Regions from separate parts of the Mus musculus genome. Here regions 1 and 3 are each linked to region 2. A link is a contact called in public Hi-C and promoter capture Hi-C data. All regions are on one chromosome and are shown on one strand. Each heading gives the region's core, a stretch centred on a gene start, on an enhancer-like site or on the middle of the called end of the contact. The rest is flanking DNA. Distances are from core to core; before and after follow the strand shown. Region 1 holds the start of Nus1 (NUS1 dehydrodolichyl diphosphate synthase subunit). Region 2 holds the start of Hsf2 (heat shock factor 2). Region 3 holds the start of Gopc (golgi associated PDZ and coiled-coil motif containing).

Region 1 (2,700 bases), core at 26-2,525, 5.1 Mb before region 2:
TCTGTAACCTATCTCAGTAAAACTGTTTTTGTAAAACTGCCATACACATATACTACCCACCTCCCCACTCCACCTCTCTCTCTCTCTCTCTCTCTCTCTCTCTCTCTCTCTCTCTCCTCCCTCCCATAACTAGCATCTGTTTCCTGTCTGTTTTTCTGTGAGTTGGACGTATCCTATCTCTCACTCAATTTTTTTCCTGATTCATAACTTTGCCCTTCAATTAAACATCAATTTCAAACATGGATGCTTCCTTCAACAAACTAGCCTTATCTTCATTGTCAGGGATTACAGGTATGTGCTAAGGGAGTGTGTGTATTCCAGCCAGATCATACTGTAATCCAGTGTGGATCATGGCCAGATCATATCTTTGGCTACGGTTATTGAGAGGAGCCATGTTGCCCAATTAAAATTCCTCCACAGGCATTTCCTGCCAAAGGCAACAAAACTTGCAGATGGACATGAGACTCACGTTTTAAACTAAAGCAAAGCAATTCTTACAGAAATGAGACCAATTAAAACAGGTGACAATGGCCAAAACATTAAGGCCTGTAGACATTTCCTAATGGGAAAAGGGGCTATACAGTAAAAAATATGTCTGTATTACACAGATCCAACTGTATCTGGGCACTGATTCTCTTCTCAGAGTGGCCACATTGAATCAGTTTCGCTTTTCTGTATTTACCTTCTATTGTGTCATTGGTCTATGAAGGACAGGTGGCAGAGCTTGATTTGTTAGGGACCCTAACAGTGTCAGACCCTAACAGTCTGTTTCCAGGTCCTATGCTGTAGGACTTCATTCCCATTCTGGGACGTTCTATTCTCGTCGGAAGATTGGACAAAGAACTGTGATGAGACCTCTCCAAGAACACTTGAGCCTTTGGGGACAAGAACACTTCTGTTTGGGGACCGTGGTCGATTTCCAGCATCTACACTTGCTGATGCGGTGGTGGATTCTCTCTGTGTAACTTCCAGTTCATTTAGATTGCTTTTAACTCCTTGGGAATCGTTTCTGTCATGGCCGTGAGGGGGAGATAGGCAACAAATCTCAAGCTGCAGATCCTCCCCTCAGTCTGAGGAACAGCCCAATCATTCCATAGGAGAAAGGCTAGAGGCGTTGGCGCGTCGCCCTCCTCATCCCCAGGGGGCGCCAGCGGCCCGGAGCCAGCCTCATTCTCAAGCGCACGCTCTCTTTAGCAGTGCGGTGGCGGCTCCAGCCACGACTCCCGGTCGCGTCGGAGTTCCCCGGCAGCCAATCAGAACTCTCCATGTACTAACGGGGGCGGGGCTGCGGAGGGCGGAGGAAGATGGCGGCGGGGGCTAGGTGAGGTGTTGGCAGTGGCGAGGGGCTCGGGCGCGGGGGGTGGGGGGACGCGGAGCGATGGCCCGCGCCGGCCGCTGGGGCGGATAAGACCCTGTCGCGCCGCGGGTGTGGGCCGGAGGGAGGTGACGGTGCCCGAGCGCCACAGGAGTATGACGGGGCTGTACGAGCTGGTGTGGCGGGTGCTGCACGCGCTGCTCTGCCTGCACCTCACGCTCACCTCCTGGCTCCGCGTTCGCTTCGGCACCTGGAACTGGATCTGGCGGCGCTGCTGTCGCGCCGCCTCCGCCGCGGTCCTAGCGCCGCTCGGCTTCACGCTCCGCAAGCCCCGGGCCGTCGGCAGGAACCGGCGTCATCACCGGCACCCGCACGGGGGACCGGGACCGGGACCGGGACCGGCCGCCACCCATCCTCGGCTGCGCTGGCGCGCGGACGTCCGGTCCCTGCAGAAGCTGCCGGTGCACATGGGCCTGTTGGTCACGGAGGAAGTGCAGGAGCCCAGCTTCTCAGACATCGCCAGCCTCGTGGTGTGGTGTATGGCCGTGGGGATCTCCTACATTAGCGTCTACGACCACCAAGGTGAGGCCGGGTGGGAGGTGGGGTGACCGAGGCACTTCCGAGTCTGAGGACTACGTTTCTAGCTAGTTTGTTCCCGGTCGTCCTGCGAGGCCGCCGCCCTCTCCAGGCCCTGCGAGTTTCGGTAGCCCTTGGCCCTTACACTGTGCTGGTGCTTTCGAGGAAGGGAGATCAGTCTTATTGAACGTTGACGTTGACAAAGTCTTTAGATTTGGTTAGTGTTTGTAACATGTAAAAGATATTTAATGTAGTCCGTTAAGGGAGGTGGTTTTCTCTGGCTTTGTTTCACGAAAGAGGGAGCTGACGTTCAGAACATTAACTGATTTGCCCAAGGTCATAAAAGTAACGGGGAGTTAACCAGTCTGTGCGCTCTTCAAAGTGTCTCTTCAAGGGGGTTCAATGAACTCATCTTAAGGGCGACCAAGCAGTGGCGGCTTTATACGTGAGCTGCATTGTAGGATTTCCAAATGAGCTCTCTTGGAGTTAGGTGGCATTTGAATGGGGTTTCTGAAAAGTGTGTGAGAGTTTTGATAGGCCTGGAAAAAGGCCTGAAATCACGTGTTGCCATTTCACCTTAGAGGCCAGTACAGTACTAGATACACTTGTGTTCCTTCAAGTAATCAAGGCAGTGGATTTCACCACGGGTTTGTTAAGGACAGAACTCAACACTTACTGCATGACAAGCCTAAAGCGTTAGTTATAATGGCAAATATATTTCTTGGAATTTTGCCTTCGTCTCAGGCTGGAGGGGAGAAAGGGACACACTCACAGAGGTGATGGATGACATTTGGGGAGTGTTTCTACTA
Region 2 (2,700 bases), core at 134-2,633:
AGCTTTGTGTAACTGGTTGAATAGAATTTGTACCAACCTGAATCAGACCCTTTGAAGCTTCCTCTTTGGGTTGCTGTGAGGATTAAATAGGATAAGACATGCAAAGCCCTTGTCACATAAGACCTCATCAAATATTAGTCTTTTTTTTTAAAATCACAGTTACCCCATCATATATCCCCATCATATATCCAAACAGTGCTGTATGACTGTGTTCAGTATATGCTTACTGAAAAAGTTGTCTGTCTGTCTATCTATCTATCTATCTATCTATCTATCTATCTATCTATCTATATTTCTTGCCATTAGCCCAGGATACCTGGAGCTCACTATTTAACCCAGGTTGACCTCCACTGCTCCACAGTTCTACCTCAGCCTCCAGAGTGCTTGACTTACAGATTCCAGACACTATGATCAGCTATTAAGTAACAAACAAAACAAAACAACAACAAAAAAAGTTTTTTAAAAAATCTTTTTTTCAGAGATCCACGTTATTATAGCTACTCTTCACGGGTAGAAAGTCTTATTGTCAATGAAGAAATGGGAAATTTCGCTCAAGAAGCTGTTCCGAATCACATTTTGCCTGAGGAAACCCCTGTGAGGTACATGCAGAACAATCATTTTGACTCAGATACTCTAAAACTAGACTCGTTGCTTTTGAACTGGGCTTATGACAGGCACCTGATGCTTGCTGAGTTGAGAAAAGCATATAAGATGCTCTTAACAGATGCTGGCTCCTAATAGTACACACACACACACACACACACACACACACACACACACACAATAGCAAGTACTTCACAAATAGGGAACTATTATTCATGCTTCAGGTTTTGATAAAACTGTCCTTAAATGAGCTATTTTTCTCCCCATGAAAAATGTATAGAAAAGCTCATTGTCTTTAAGATAGTTTCAACCAGGGGCCTAGCACATCTGCTCACAAGCAGCTCACTGCCCCATGTGATGTATTCCTTCCTTTAGATTGGAGCAAATTACTCTTCGCCGGTCAAACTTATGAGTCAACTGCCCTTGGGCTTCTCTGCACTCTGCCAGCCACAGCCGGTGCACCCAAACCCTTTCCATGCGAATCCACTAAACAAGGTTTCCCTGGACCCAATATCATTCCCTAAGAGAGTACCCTGCCTAAAAGGTAACAGAGAAGGCTGAACCACTCTTGGGCCCACCCCTCCTCGCGGCAGCAGCCAATCGCTTTGCTCTGTAGTGCATCCGAAGCCTTGGATTGGACTCGCTGAGACCGGGCGCGGGAGTAGAGCGCAGGGGTGGAGCGCGAAGCCTTGTCCATCACGTGCGGCCGCGGGGTCTCTCCGCCTTCACCGCGCGCCCCGCGGCGCCGAGGGGGCGGAGCCCGAGATCCGCCGCGCCTGCGTGGTGTGCGTTCCCCGGAGCAGCAGCTGCTGCCACCGCCGCTGCTGCCGCCGCCGCCGCCGCCGCCGCCGCTGCGACCTCCGCGTTCGGTAGTAGAATTTGGAATCCCTGCACCGGGCTAACAATGAAGCAGAGTTCCAACGTGCCGGCTTTCCTCAGCAAGCTGTGGACGCTTGTGGAGGAAACCCACACCAACGAGTTCATCACCTGGAGTCAGGTAGGGTCGGGGACGCGGTGGCCTCGGGTCCCCCTTGTCGAACCGGCTCGGCTCGGCTCGGCTCGTTTCGGCTCGGCTCGGCTGGGCTGGGTTGGGCTGGGCTGGGCTGGGCTCGGCTTCTCCCGCGGCCTGCGGCGGCGCGCGGCCTCCCCACCTCGCGCGGACCCCCGGCTTTGTGTGCGCGGCGAGCCGGGCCCCGCAGGCTCCGTTCTCCTCCGGCCGCGCGCCGTGGGGGAGGGGCGCCCTGGTAACGGTCCCGCCGGCCCGGGGAGCTCGGAACCGGCCCCGGCGGCGCGTTCTGCACACTCATCCTCAGTCGTCTGCTCGCCGCGGGGCGCGGAGGTCGCGGAGCCCCGGGAGAGCGGGCGAGCGGGCTAGTGAGCGAGCACAGGTCTTATCTAAAGAAATCACCTCCGCGGGGATTGCTTGCCCTGGCGTCTGGGATCTTTTATGATGATAATGGGAAAATGTGCAGACTCCGACTGCTCTTGCCTTGAGCTTTTAAATTTTATTTATGTATTTTATTTATGTAGTTTTAACATAGAAATTTCCCAGTTATTGTTTTGAGACTGGGTCGTTTCTTTAAAATAATTCAAGTAAAAGTGCCTGTAGACTATGCTTAGTAACTTAGCGGCTTGGAGTTAAAAACCGAGTCGTTAAATTTCACAGAATAGTTGCCGGCATAGTGGTTTGTGGTTGCCTTGATCAGTTTGATCCAGATCCTCCTTATAAATAAAGATGACCTTAATCAAGCCCGGTATCTTGCCTGGTCTAAGTTATGTGTTAGATTGATGCGTTGCCTAGGTGACCCAAGACCCCCTCCCCCCAGTTCCACACAAAGATTCTTTGCAGAGTGATTCTTTACATCACTTGTGCCTTTCCTTTGCTAGACTCGCAATGCTTGGATTGTTCAAATCTCTTCATGAAGGGGATCGGCTCCTCTTACTGGAGTTGATGACTTATTCAGGGTATTTTCATGTTCACAGTTTTTGAGATGAGTAAGTGGGAAATACCTAGCTATATGTCAAATAAATGTTATCTCCTCCGTTTCATTTGTGCCCTTTTCTGTTGTTAAAACTAGTTTTCACCCTTGCCTGCTT
Region 3 (2,700 bases), core at 179-2,678, 5.1 Mb before region 2:
GCTAAGGCACAAAGAACTTCACACATAACAAAGTATCTCTCTTTTTTTTTAATCCTTTTTAAAATCAAAGAGCTACTCTCTACTGAAATTGTCTATTTTTAAAAGGTTTCCCATATAATGTTAGTACACCATAATTTCTAAATCTTGTAATACTGGCCTAGTTGAATTTTCCACACAAAATGGGAGGTTTGGAATTCCTGTTTGCAATCACACTCCCCTTGCTCTGATTAGAGACCTAAGCAAAGGATTGTCTTTACATAGTCTCAAAGGTCTGAAATTAGGGAAAATACTGTAAAATACAAAGACATACCATCTCACTCAATACTAGAAGTTATTTGAATATTGACAGCTCTAAAGACATAGCTGCCCGTAATATCTGCCAAGTGTGAATGTAAACTGAGAAGGTAGATAGGAACATATATATTCCATTACATTTCCCCAAGAGCTTTGATCGGATTCCCCTAAGTTCATGCATGTCTCTGTGTACAGACACGGACGTTGATCTGGGCTATTGGATGAAAATAATCAGAGCTGCATCTGTCTGAAAATACATCATCTAGCTTGTCATTATCAAAGCAGAAGAGGAGAGTTGAGGTATTCCCCGACAGAAGATCTTGGTAATAACACCTACAAGGCAGGTAGTGTGATTAGCTCCTGTCCCCACCGCATGAGATGCTGGGAGGTGGATGACAGGACGTCTGGAGACCCACACATCAGTCTGCATCCTTTTCCTCCCCCACCCGCTCCGCACTCCTTTGCTTCACTCACGTATAAAACGCACTCTCCATCGCATTCGAAGCTGAGGTGTCCAGTGGGTAGGTTTTTAAGGATCATTTTCCTAGTGCTTTAAATGGGATCTAACGACCTCGGACAGCCTGGGGTTGAATGCTATTGCTGCCAGCCCCCGAGGCTCACCTCAAGCTTGTGGTTGATCTGGGACACAGTCTGGGCTTTGTGGCATAGCTGCGCAAAGCAGGAGCTAAGGCTGGTCATCTTCTGACGCCCCTCATAAGTGATGTCCGCCTGGTCCGGATCGATCTCGCCCAAAAGCAGATCCACATCCACGAAGGCCTTGTCGAACTCCTTCTCCAGCACCTCAAGCCATCGGAACATGGACACCCCGCCAGGGGAGACCCCCACAGGGCAGGAGGAGCCCCCTGGGCCGCCGCCGGCTCCCGCCGGGCATGGGCCACCCGCCGACATGGCGCCGTCCAGGGCCTCGCCGACTGCTGCTCACTCTGGCCGCCCGCCCCGCGCGAGGGGAACTGCTAGCACCGCGGCGCCCCCCGCGCGCGCGCACACACAGACACACACGCACACACACACAGACACACACCCGCCGGTCCCCTCCCTTCCCTCGCGCCGCCAACGCCGGCAGCGCAGCTCCAGAGCAGCAAAGGAAGCGGGGCTGAAGCAGCGACAGCGACACGGAAGACCCGCCCCGCCCGCAAGCCGGCCCGCCCCCGCCGCGCGTGCGTAGCGGAGCCCAGAGCAGGCGCAGCCCAGAGGGAGAAAGTGGGCGGGGCCGTACGAGAGCTTAGCCAATGAAAAGCCTTCGCCTCCACAAGCCTGTCTGCGACCATTTTGACGACCGGCAAAACCCTGAGAAGCAAAGGGTTGAGGTGGCCCCTTGCAAGTGGGGAAGACCGGAGGAAGGGAAGGGAAAGATTCCACGTCGCAGAGGGGACCGGCTTCCGCCAGTTTGGCTTCACAGTGGGCCTGGAACCGGTCCACAGACGTCTAGCAAAGTTGCTACTGGGGTGTCAAGGGGCTCGGGTGGGAGCGGGGAGGGCCGTGTGTGCATGCGCAATAGCCACGTTTTCTCTTCCGATTTCCAGCTCTTAGGGCGGGAGGGTGGGGACACTGGCTAATGTTGCTAAACCTGACGGTGCATTCCAGCCAGAAGCTGCCTATGGAAGCTACTGAGCAAGTTTTGTTGAATCAATGGTTCCTCCTTCTATGATTGACAAGCTGGGGTTCTAGGCCAATGTATTATTACATACTAGCTGCCCCACCTCAGTGGTGTTACCTTGCTTGGGTAACAAGGTTTCCAAAGTTTACTTCACTTGGCAATTAAGGTAAAGTGAAAGTGTTATCACTTGGTACATAGCACTCATCTTACTGCATCACAGATCGTATATTTCTAAAGCAACCACTTGGGATGCTGTAATCATCTTATAAACTAGTATTGTGCTCGTTCCCATGTTATTTTCATATGTTCATAAACATTGAATACATATCCCGATTGAGGCACTGAGGACATAAAATCTAATGAAACGACCTCATCCAAGCCGAACTAGTAAGACAGTGAGGCTCTCACGACTTTTAATTCCAGTGTTGCGTGCATTTGAGAGCATTTATCAAGAGCTTTCTTTGTGTCCTGCCTCTCATCTCTTCCACTTCTCCAACTCCACCCCTGTCTAAACCAACAGTAGACTGTCCGGAAGGGAAAGGAGAAGCCAGACTAATTAGAGTAGGCAGGTAGGAATTGTGCTTCCTGACTCGCCTACGGGAGTATGTGGAAAATTAGTCCATAATCTTTCGGAAGTTGTTCTTGGGACGGACCTTTCTAATAAATCATCAACCAAAGTCTGCATGGCATTGTGTGCCTCTCATCAAAGCAGTACCAATAAGAATTAAGAAATAACAGATTTAGTTTGCACTCTGGTTACTCCAATGCATGACTGCTTACCATCAAGC

The links. Promoter capture Hi-C pulls out the DNA fragments that hold promoters and counts their contacts. A called contact is a pair of places that touch in the nucleus more often than the background predicts.
Region 1: a Hi-C map of uterus shows a contact between it and region 2, with 4 times the contacts expected there. The contact joins the promoter of Nus1 here to the promoter of Hsf2 in region 2. A contact is called at or near these places in 2 of 484 Hi-C or Micro-C datasets (CD4 T cells and uterus).
Region 3: a promoter capture Hi-C map of pre-B cells shows a contact between it and region 2. The contact joins the promoter of Gopc here to the promoter of Hsf2 in region 2. A contact is called at or near these places in 1 of 39 promoter capture datasets (pre-B cells) and 1 of 484 Hi-C or Micro-C datasets (CD8 T cells).

What each region holds. Positions count from the first base shown.
Region 1 is chr10:52,416,272-52,418,971 of GRCm38.p6, forward strand. Nus1 (NUS1 dehydrodolichyl diphosphate synthase subunit) reads left to right here and starts at 1,276. Exons shown (of 5, transcript NM_030250.2): 1 at 1,276-1,897. The coding sequence starts at 1,471.
Region 2 is chr10:57,485,002-57,487,701 of GRCm38.p6, forward strand. It overlaps Hsf2 (heat shock factor 2), which reads left to right and starts at 1,384. Exons shown (of 12, transcript NM_008297.3): 1 at 1,384-1,600. The coding sequence starts at 1,508. 4930467K11Rik (RIKEN cDNA 4930467K11 gene) reads right to left here and starts at 1,352. Exons shown (of 4, transcript NR_045353.1): 1 at 1,182-1,352; 2 at 38-73.
Region 3 is chr10:52,380,696-52,383,395 of GRCm38.p6, forward strand. Gopc (golgi associated PDZ and coiled-coil motif containing) reads right to left here and starts at 1,429. Exons shown (of 9, transcript NM_001199272.1): 1 at 916-1,429. The coding sequence starts at 1,203.